Regions from separate parts of the Rattus norvegicus genome. Here region 2 is linked to region 1. Evidence: chromatin contacts called from public Hi-C data. All regions are on one chromosome and are shown on one strand. The core of a region is the stretch at or near the end of the contact, and the rest is flanking DNA. Distances in the headings are between cores, read along the strand shown. Region 1 holds the start of Uqcrfs1 (ubiquinol-cytochrome c reductase, Rieske iron-sulfur polypeptide 1). Region 2 holds the start of E2f3 (E2F transcription factor 3).

The links. A called contact is a pair of places that touch in the nucleus more often than the background predicts.
Region 2: a contact with region 1 is called in a Hi-C map of kidney, with 2.8 times the contacts expected there. The contact joins the promoter of E2f3 here to the promoter of Uqcrfs1 in region 1. A contact is called at or near these places in 2 of 12 Hi-C or Micro-C datasets (the A7r5 cell line and kidney).

What each region holds. Positions count from the first base shown.
Region 1 is chr17:34,185,235-34,190,371 of GRCr8, forward strand. Uqcrfs1 (ubiquinol-cytochrome c reductase, Rieske iron-sulfur polypeptide 1) reads left to right here and starts at 1,368. Exons shown (of 2, transcript NM_001008888.1): 1 at 1,368-1,636; 2 at 4,827-5,137. The coding sequence starts at 1,423.
Region 2 is chr17:34,805,870-34,811,749 of GRCr8, forward strand. It overlaps E2f3 (E2F transcription factor 3), which reads left to right and starts at 4,547. Exons shown (of 7, transcript NM_001137626.2): 1 at 4,547-5,245. The coding sequence starts at 4,874.

The DNA.
Region 1 (5,137 bases), core at 118-2,617:
GGGCAGCTGCCTCTTTGCATCCTGATACATTTAACAGTGGGTCCAGCATTGTAGAACTGTGCCAACCCAAAGGCCCATGCTCGGAAGCCTCAGTCAGAGAGTTAGAATATAACCAAGTGAAATGACAATGACAAGAAAGGACCCAGACTAGCCAGCAAGTATCTTCCTTTGCTAAGGACCCCTTGCAATCATTCCACTGTGTGAGGACACAGATCTCCTGTGCTCTGTTTTACATTGCTACAACAACAAACATAGTGTCTTAAAACAACACAACTACATTGTTTCACAATTCCAAAAGTTTGGAAACCAGCCAAGGTTCTAAAGTCCACATATTATACAAACATATCACAATCATGCCAGAGTGTGCACTGCTTAATTTTTTTTTTTATTTTTTACTGGATTTTTAAACCCTAAAAGAATAAGCAAAGTATTTGGTATAGAGAAAGTTGTATGGGTTTTTTAAATTAAAGTTGTATATTTCTTTTAAAGTGAGTATCTCTAAACTCAGTTGTCTGTGTGAACTTGAAATCAAGGTCTATTCCCCTTCGAAAAGTGGGTTTCAAATGTAAGGGGGATTAATGTTTATTAGCATCGCACCGAGGCTTTGTTATTGGTGTAATCAGAACTGAAAGAGAAGTTAAAAGGCTCACAGGTGCAGTTTTCTCACTATGTGAGTGATTGAGAGTTCCCCCCTTTTGTACCGCCTAAAATATCACTTGGGAAAACATCTGGTTGAGAGAAAAAACTCAGGGGACTCCACTGCTTGCTGGCAATCCATGCCTGAGCAAAGGGTTTAAGGACCAGGTCCTTCACTGGTAAAATGTTGATATCATTAGTGTTATTTCCTCAAGATCGTAATTACAAATGAACAATGAAGGAAACTACCAAATCCAAAGCGTGGTGTATGATGAAAAATTGTAAGCCACGGATATTGTCAAATTTTGTATAAAGGTTTCTGGCCTTTTTGTTTTAAGATGATAAAATTTGTCATAGCAAAAGACAGAAAGTGGCTGGTATTTATTCTACATGATAGGCGTTAGGAAGTAGTAATAGCCTGTTCTTTAACTCTGTAATAACTTTTTCTCATGCCTAGGTCGTCCCTGATTTAAGTTTTCGCCGTAAACGAAGGATCTCAATCACGACCACAAGAAGTTGCTACTGACTTCTGTTTTCCTGGGGCAAAGCGACCAAGTCAGACCCCAGCGTCAGCGTTAGGTACTTCCCTTTCCCCTCCCGCCCGCAATTTGCGCCCGTAGCCACGCCTCCAACGCGGCAATCCTCCGGATTCGCTTAGCCTTACGAAATTCCCTTTCCGGCGTCGCGCTTACGTCACAAGTCCTGCGCCTCCCGCTCCTCTTCGGGCCTGCGTTCGAACGGAAGGTCGTCCCTGTGACCGACTAGGTAGTTGGAGCAGCTGTCGCCATGTTGTCGGTCGCTGCCCGCTCGGGCCCGTTCGCGCCCGTCCTATCGGCCACGTCCCGCGGGGTGGCGGGAGCGCTGCGGCCCCTGCTGCAAAGCGCGGTGCCCGCCACCTCGGAACCACCGGTTCTGGACGTGAAGCGACCCTTCCTGTGCCGTGAGTCGCTGAGTGGCCAGGCCGCGACCCGTCCTTTGGTGGCCACAGTGGGCCTGAATGGTGAGCCGGCTTCAGGGTGCCCCGATCTCGTTTCCCTGCGGCTCCAGGTCCGGGGCGGCGGCAGAGGGCGGTGCGCTGGGATGTGGTGGACTGGCCGCAGCGACCTTGGCAGGCCCAGCGCCTCTTCGAGCAGGCGGGCTCACGGTGACCGGATGCCGCTGGGATGCTCCAGGGGCCGCATCCCCCAGGCGTCAGGAACCAGTCTGCACGTTAGTCTGGGTTCCCTCGTCAGGCTGCAGTTGACTTCCTTGATTAACTTTAAGATTGGCCTCCGTCCATCTCGGCTAAGTGACGGAGATTATGTTGGTTACAGTAGTTTGACCTTGGGCAAGTTCCTCATTGCTATCATCATATTGTAGGGGTGCCGTGAGTCTTAGATGAGAGAATTCTATGTAAAACCACTGGTACAGTTTAGACGCTAAGTGTTCAAAATAGAAGTTGCAAGAAAACATGTAGGAAGTTGTCAGTGTACTGGTACCGCCGCTTTTCAGCATCCTGACTCCCCAGCAGCCCCATCCCAATAAACACAAAACCAGCCCTGAGGTCAGTTCCACTGTAGGGGGTTAGCAGTGGTTTCAGATACCTGGCTCTCTTGCTTTCATAACCTTAGTTGTGAAGACAGGCAGACGTAAATGATACTCTTTTTACAGAAAATAGACCACCAGAGGTGAAGTGGCCCACACAGTGGGAATCCATGCAGCATGGTCTCTTCCTAGTTTATCTAAGTCTGCGCTTCACATTCCCTTGTGATTTAAAAGTCTAGAAAGCTTTCTGGGCGTCTCCTGAAATATGGGAAGCTGCGCTGGGCTATTCGGTTTCTGCTCCTATAGTTGAGTATTCCAAGTAGAATGAACCTTGATTTCAAGTTCACACAGACAATTGAGTTTAGAACTGTCATTCATTTTAAAAGAATGAAGTTCGCATCCAAACAGCTTTCTCCTCTATACCAAACAAAGTCAGATACTATGATTGTTCAATGTATTACCTACTTGGCACTGTTCAGTGTTGAGTTTATGACCTTTCTACATGTTAATCAAATTTCTTTCTTGGGCAGCTTTTCCCTCTGCATTCATTCTCATTCTGTCTCTGTCTCTAGTTGAGGCAGGGTCTCATTATGTATCCTGGGCTGTGCCCAGACTCAAGATCTTCCTGACTGTCTTCCAAGAGTCATCACGGTTAGCTTTACCTGCAGATCCCCACTGGGTTTGCTACATATCTGTATTTAGCTTTTAACCTTAGTTCCAGGTCAGATTAAAAATTTTTACTTTCGCTGATATCTTTGTCATTACACCATGTTGACACTTTCCATTCTATTGTTGAGACTTCTGGTCTTGATTTTAAGCGGTAGAATAGCTCTTAATTTTTGTCTCCCAGTTTCAGATTTTGTATACGTTTGATCCAAGATATTTGGTGAAGGAGCACTAGTGGGTCTTGGAAAAACTTTTCAGGACAGAAACGTAATAAGCTACCTTGCTCTAAGTCTGTTTGGGTTGGGGGATCAGTAGGTGAGAAGTGAGGGAGGAGAAAATTGTAGAGGTGAAAAGCAATCTCCTATGTATGTCAGGTAGCTGAATGAAAGGCTTCTGATAAAAACTGGTAGCGTCCCTGCTTCATGAAAGCCTTTTCCAAACCAGTGTAGGAACAAAGCCAAAACCTTTTCTGAAAGCACACTTTACATTGTAGCTTAATTGCACATTAAAATCCATGTGGGTGGCTATGGAAAGATAGGTAGTGACAAATGGGTGGATTTGGACTGGAGGTGTGTGGAGGAGAAAGTCTGCATTGTGGTAGCCATCTCTTTCATGCAGATTTCATGCAGATGCTATACAACTACAAAAAGTTTACATGCCTTAGATTTCCTTTATTTTGAGGTGATATTTCAATAACTGCTCATGCATCAGGGAGGAATTAAATTAAGCATCTTGCTTAATGTAACTTGTGCAAATTACATAGAAAATGACTTTTGAAACAGTTTCCTAAAGGTTCCTTGGTTGGTAATGGTGATATGTAGCTTGCTGTAGAGAGAACAGTCGATAACTGGATTTCTTTTGTCACCAAAGCTCTTGCGAACAGGTCATTCTGTGTAGTGTTTTTAGTTACCTTGTGTTGTTAGGAGGTGGTAGTTGCGGGTCCTGTTGAATATGGACTGTGAACTTGGCTCCTTTCTGTTTTAGGTAGGCAACAAATTTTTTTAGTGTAATTCCAGGTATTGTCCTGGGGAAGTAATCCTTACTTGATTCCAAATGCCAGTTTGCACCATCACATTGATATTAGGTAGATTAATAAAAGTTTTTAACATCCTTCCTTTTTTCCCTAAAAAAGTAAATGTTGTAGTAGTTCCTAAAACATACATTTTGCAAAGATACATATTTTCATATATAATCATTATATTTATTATTTTGTGAGGAAATTTACTTTCTAAACATAGTTAAAGAATCATGCCAGTAAGTTCATTCTTTTTGTCAGCTATTTACAGATGTCAGGAGAGAGAGAGGATATGCCACTTATGTAAGTAGTAAGTATTGTTAAATGTTTTTACATTTCTCACAAACATTTGACCCATTTTATGATCTCCAGGAAAAGTGCCCTACTCAAAGAGTCTACAGTATGAAAAGGAAAGTTTATATATATATATATATATATATATATATATATATATATAGTCATGGTTACTCTACTGAAGGGGGAGATATATGAAAGTCACCTCTTTTTGTCCTTATTAAACTTAATAATTACTTTGCAGATTTTATTGAGTACTGCTGCCTGTTCTGATAGCTGTCATTCTTTGATACTAGAGGCTTTCTTTGAAGATAAAGTTATATCAATTTATGTCCTGGAATCTAAAATTAAGAACCCTTAAGTTTTCTATAAAGTATACCAACAAATCACAGGAGCCCTATTATCTTGTCATTAGTATGTTGTGAACTTTAGGAGTTTTTGCAGAAAGCACTTAGCAGAGATACAAGGCTAGGCCTTTGCTTTAAGATGGTCACACAGCAACTTGTTAGGTGGACTAAGTGTAATTTGTGTGGTTGGGTAGTCTATCCAAGCAATTGTTTTATTTTATTTTTTTTAACTTAAATGTCTGTTTATTGTGTTATTTGCCATTGTAACTCAGAAGTCTTTGCTGATGTGTACCCCCTTCAGGACATACTTTTAATCATTTTTTTTAAACCTGTTTGTCTTGCAGTTCCTGCTTCTGTTCGTTATTCCCACACAGACATCAAGGTGCCCGACTTCTCTGACTATCGCCGTGCTGAAGTTCTAGATAGCACAAAATCTTCTAAAGAGAGCAGTGAGGCTAGAAAAGGCTTCTCTTACTTGGTAACTGCAACTACTACTGTGGGTGTTGCATACGCTGCGAAAAATGCAGTCTCCCAGTTTGTTTCCAGCATGAGTGCTTCTGCGGATGTACTGGCCATGTCGAAGATCGAGATCAAGTTGTCTGATATTCCAGAGGGGAAGAACATGGCTTTTAAATGGAGAGGCAAACCTCTGTTT
Region 2 (5,880 bases), core at 3,297-5,796, 620 kb after region 1:
AGGGAAATTACAAACCCTAAAGTATTTAGGTATAGGACCAAGGATCAGAAGTCATTGGCTGGGCTTAAGAGATGGCTCAGTGGTTACAAATGCCTGCTGCTCTTGCAGAGACCTGGAGTAAGAGCCCCAGAACCCATGCCACAATGGCTCACAACTGCCTGTAACTCCAGATCCAAAGGGTCCAGTATCCTCTTCTGACTCTCCAGGTGCCAGCATCCACGCATGTTCCAGATCTCTGTCGTTAAGCAGACTATACTCGACAACTCCTCACCAGAGTCTATAGCCCGACCACAGTTAGCATCACTGGTGTTCAATACGGAATGATACCCTGGCAGGAGATCTATAACGTGAGTGGGAGCTTAGAGGTTTGAAAGTCTGGGTAGGTAGGATAACAGACTGGATTTGTTTCCTAAGGTGTCATACAAATCACCACAAAGTGGACAGCTCAATAAAAGTGTATTCTAGCACAGGGCTAGAGGTCAAAAGTCCAAATTCGAGTTGTTGACAGGGCCCTGCCCCCTCGAGGTTTAGAGATTTCCCCCTTGCTTCTTCCGTTTCTAGTGGCTGTCAGTTGCCTTGACTGCAACTCCCTACTCAACTGTCTTCAGAGCTTTGTCTCCATGTCTAGATGTGTCTACTGAGGAAGGATACTTACTGCTGGATTTAGGGACGCTCCAGGATAACCCAGAATGGTCACATATTGAGATCTCCTTCTCCTGTGTTGGTTCTAAGAATCAAAGTGTATTTGATTCTTAGCCATGGAAACATTTCTTTGGCCATAATCTTTTCAAGACAAAAGAAAAGACAAAAACTATATATCTAGGATGTGGCAAACACCACCCTAGTAACATCTGAAAAGACTGTCTTTCCTTAGATAGTGTCACAATCATAGGCCCCAATGAGTATAAGGTAGGCCTAGGCCTATCTTTGGAGGGTCCCGCTCCATCAGTCACATAGGCCAATTCTAAGAAAACTAGCTAGGTGTCAGAGTAAGTGAGAGGGGATGGTTGGTGGCAAAGCAGTCAGGCTCAAGCATTATGGAAAAGCATGTTCAAGAGGAGGTGGCAAGGGTTCAGAAGCGGGCCCCTAACCAAGGAGGAGGCTGGAGTGGAATGAACAGCAGAGGTGACTTTATGCGTAACCCTCATTTCTGAGTCAGAACCCTCTGTCCCTATACTACAGAACACGGTGGTACTTTCAGTTGGATAAAATCATTAAGCTGCACTAACAGGAGGACATTGAAGGCTCTCAGAAGGTTAGAGGCTGGGGCATCAGGCTGGCCTACAAGGAATTACGAAGCATGCTCATGTGAATTAGTAGCCTCCTAAGTAGCTACTGCCGACTGCACAGCCGCTATGCTCCCAGAACACTGCACATGTGCTATGGCCTCTTTTCCGCACCACCTTGCAGCTCGAGTTCTAGAATATGAAGTTCCATTTACCATATGAGAAAACAGGTGAGCCAGGACGGACGCCAGGACAGGTGAGATGGTACACCAGCTTGGCACCAAAGCCTGTTGAGCTGCATTCAATCCCAATCAAGGTGGAAGGAGAGAACTGAGTCCACGCACATGTCCTCTGGACTCTACATCCTTGTGGTGTGTGTCAACAGTCACATGCATCACTCACCTCCCCCAACACAATAATAAAAAATAACATGCGGTATGTAGGGTGGAGACCAGAGGACAACATGGGGAGTCAACCTTTTTCCCCCACATGGGTTCTGGGGATCAAACTCTAAGTTGTAGCTCTTGGCAACCAGTGTACTTTGACCAGCTGAACCATCTCTCTGACCTTTATTTTCTTTTTAAACAAGCAGGAGAGAGAGAGAGAGAGAGAGAGAGAGAGAGAGAGAGAGAGAGAGAGAGAGAGAGAGAGAGAGAGAGAGAGACCCAGATTATACTGACCCCTAAGTGCAAATGTACTAAAATGTGCTGACTCTCACCAAGGACTCATGGATTCTAGGGTCCGAACACAGGTCCTAGTGACTTACCAACCAGACTTTTTTCTCAGCTCCCAGGGTTATGCCCTACTTACCTTACTGCTGGTCACCTATGGGGAGCTCAAGTTTGCAAAGACGGAAATCTGGTATTGTCTGTAATGTCGGATGCAGCTCTCTGATGACATGTTGCAACACCCCTCCCCCTACAGTAACCTCCCTACAGGAATATCACGCAGCTGCCAGTGTCCTAGCTTACAGTATTAGCTTTCTCCACAGTGATCCACAATGCAAAGCGACAGTTATAAGATTAAAGAAGTGGTTCTCCTCCCTCTTACTCAACCAGGCATGTGTGCCTTCTGAATTTCACCTTACCGACTCTACAAACACAGCCAATAAGATTACTGGCCACCAATCTTCAAATGTACAAATTCTATGGCTCTTCAACCAATTTGAATGCAAAACCAAAGTGCTTCCAAGCCTGGCATGAAGCTTAACAGTATTTTTTTTTAAAAAAGATTTATTTATTTATTATACGTAAGTATACTGTATCTGTGTTCAGACACACCAGAAGAGGGGCATCAGACCTCACTAAAGATGGTTGAGAGCCACCATGTAGTTGCTGGGATTTGAACTCAGAACCTCTGGAAAAGCAGTCAGTGCTCTTAACCACTGAGCCATCTCTCCAGCCCCTTAACAATATTTTTAATTCCAGAGATGGTAATAGGACTGAAATATTAAATGGTCCTAACCTGAACTGACTCAAATTGTTAGGCTTCATATATGGTTTGAATGTGAGTTTGGGTAAAATAATAATAATAATAATAATAATAATAATAATAATAATAGCAACAATAATAATAAATAATACTCAGATGAAAGTACTCTGTGTAATGCAAGCCTCATCATCCACTGAGCAACCCACCAAATACCCTACATTTAAAAATTATAATGTGCCTGAGGTAGAACCATATATCTTAACAGCTGTTTCCCACAGTTCTCAGCTACTAAATGAAAATCTGGTCTACATCGTTCCTCACCTTCCTCCTCAGTCTTAAATACTTTTCTTGTGCATGTACAAGTGTATGTGTACATGTGAATGCACAAGCTTGTGTATACACGTGCACATACAAGTCAGAGGCCAACCTCAGATGTTTTCCTCAACAGCTCTCTACCTTAGTTTTCAGAATAGGGTAGCTCAATGAGTCTGGAATTTACCAACTAGCTTCACTGCTGACCAGCAAGCCCCAAGGATTTTCAGGTCTCCATCTCCCCGTTCTGGGATTAGTGATACATGCAGTCATGCCTAACTTTTTAAATGTGAGTGTTGGGGATCAAATTTAGGTCCTCTCGCTTACGCAAGTAAGCATTTTACTAACTGATCCGTTTCTCCAGCCCCACAATCCTCATTTTAAAGATCCATAAGTATTCACTTTCATATAGAAGCCAGTTCGACAACTATTTCATTTTCCTTGACATCTTCTGATTTACATATATACATAAATGTGCATACATTTTTTCTTTCTTTTAAAATATATTGGGTTAGGATTGGGTTGTAGTGTTTGCTGTTTGCTGAAGAATTTCCTGGAGTCTCAGGATGTAAAGAGCCGAGTGCAGGCAGCTTTCACTGGAAGTCCCACGTCACCATAAAAGCCTGTACTTCTTTGGATTGCTGCATGGCGGATTAAAAACCCGCGGATCAGTTCTAGGTTAGCCCTGATTAACTCCCCTGATTGTTTCTGGGCCAGAGAGGGTGTTTGTTAGACTCAAACCTATACTTGTAACAAGAGTTCACTGAACAAAGAGTTAATTTTTACTTAAACCGAATTCGGGCTAATCATGAAGCTGCCAGGAATGATCTGGAATATGAACTAAAGTGTGCCTGCAGTCGCGTCAGCTGAACCTTCTACCCCCACGGTTCTGTCTGCCCACATGCTTCTGTCTATCAGCCTCGGCCTCCGGATCCGCTCTCACGTCATTGGTTGGATTTCAGGAAGGAAGAAACCTAGGATTTAAAGGGCTCAGTTTTCCACCTGCCAGGCCGGGTCCAACTTGCCTTTGACACATATTTGGGAGAATTTCTACCAGTTCTTCATTTACTACCCTGATTGGTTAAAGGAAACAAAGTCCCTGAGGGTGTCACCTTGACAATCTCCAAAACCGAAACTTGCGCTCCAGACTAGATCCACACTGAGTCTGCGAGGCAGAGTCCCTGCCCAGGTCATCAGAGCCAGCCCCGCGGGTAGGAGCGAGGGAGGGGCCTGTGATGGGCGTGGCTTTCCGTGGGAGAGTAGGACTTTGCCCCACCTCCTAAGAAGCCTGCTCTGCTTCCACCCAATCAGATTTTCCTATGCAAATAAAGCCTAGGTCACCCCGGTAACCATGGTGCATGGCAGCCAATGGAAAACAGCCAGTGGCGACCTCACTCCAGGATTGGTACCGAAGTAAGGCGACAGCGATCCAATGGACTGTGGGAACAGTCCTCGGCGGGTTGAGGGGCGGAGATATGCAAATATGGTTTGAAAAGCCGGCGGGAAATCTGAGTTTCGCGGGAGGACCTTGGCGCGTAAACCGTATCCCTTCATTCATTGTCAGCAGCAGCTTCCTGGAGCCATTTTTCAGCTGCCGGCCGCAGCACCCGGGCTGCCGCCGCCGCCTCGCAATCCGTTGCATCGGCTGCCCCCGACGCCTCCATCCCTCCTCGGGGCCTGATATCCGTGCGGCCGGGACCCTCCTCTCTCCAGACCCCCGATTATTTTTGGCCCCCGGGGCCTGTGCGGTGCGGAAAAATAAAAAGAAAAGAGAGAGAGAGGGTTCGGAAGCGCCGGGAGGGGAGGCGAGAAGGAGAGACTTGGAAACTCCGGCTGCAAATAATAAAGAAATTGAAAGCAATACGTTAATATATCGTAACACTAAAAAAGAGCAGGAGCGAGAGATGAGAAAGGGGATCCAGCCCGCCCTGGAGCAGTACCTGGTGACCGCCGGGGGTGGGGAGGGGGCGGCTGTCGTCGCCGCCGCCGCTGCAGCCTCCATGGACAAAAGGGCACTGCTAGCCAGCTCCGGCTTCGCCGCCGCCGCCGCCCCGGGCACGTACATCCAGATCCTCACCACGAACCCTTCCACCACGTCCTGTGCCACCTCCCTCCAAAGCGGCGCCCTGGCCGCCGGCCCCCTTCTCCCCAGTGTCCCCGGCACGGAGCCGGCCGCCAGCAGCCTCCTCTACACCACGCCACAAGGACCCTCCAGCAGAGCCGGGCTGCTACAGCAGCCACCAGCAGCAGGACGCGGCGGCGGCGGTGGCCCACCGGTAATACCCTCCTCAGTGTCCTTAGCCCAGGTGGGAGGCGGGCTCCCGGGAGCGGTGGCGCGGGAGCGCGAGGCTGAGCATCGTGGGCCTCGTTGCTGTCCCTCCAGCGTGTGCTTATTGTTAGACTCGGGGTGCTTCCCTGCGGACGTTGGGAGGACATGGGGGCTTGGGCTGGCGCGCGGGGCGGTGGGGAGTCCCTCTTTGCGAGCCACATCCAACACTCCAAAACTTTTCGCGCCCCCCCTTCTTTTCCTGCACTTTTCCCTACCCCCACTCTCCCCTCCCTTGCAACTCGAAGCTTCCTCTTTCTCGGGCGTAGGAAGGGGTCACGCCCCGGATGGAGAAGGGGGTGGGGGAGGGAGTAGTGCACTGGAGAGTGGGGGACCCCAGAGGATGTAAACCGGGGGACCCGAGGCGTGCAAGCCTGTCTCCTGCCTCTGCAGCCCCTGGGCGGCCGGGGGTCCCGCAGGCGTGCTCCGAGCGCTGGGGCGCCAGTGCCTGGCACCTTTGGGGACCTAGCTCCCGGCAACAAAGGGGATCTGGGAGGTGGACGGGTATCGCTGTGGGGGAGGTGGAGCTGAGAGCCCCGGTAGACCAGAGCTCGCGCTGTCTGCGACAAGGGGCGGGCGGGCGGG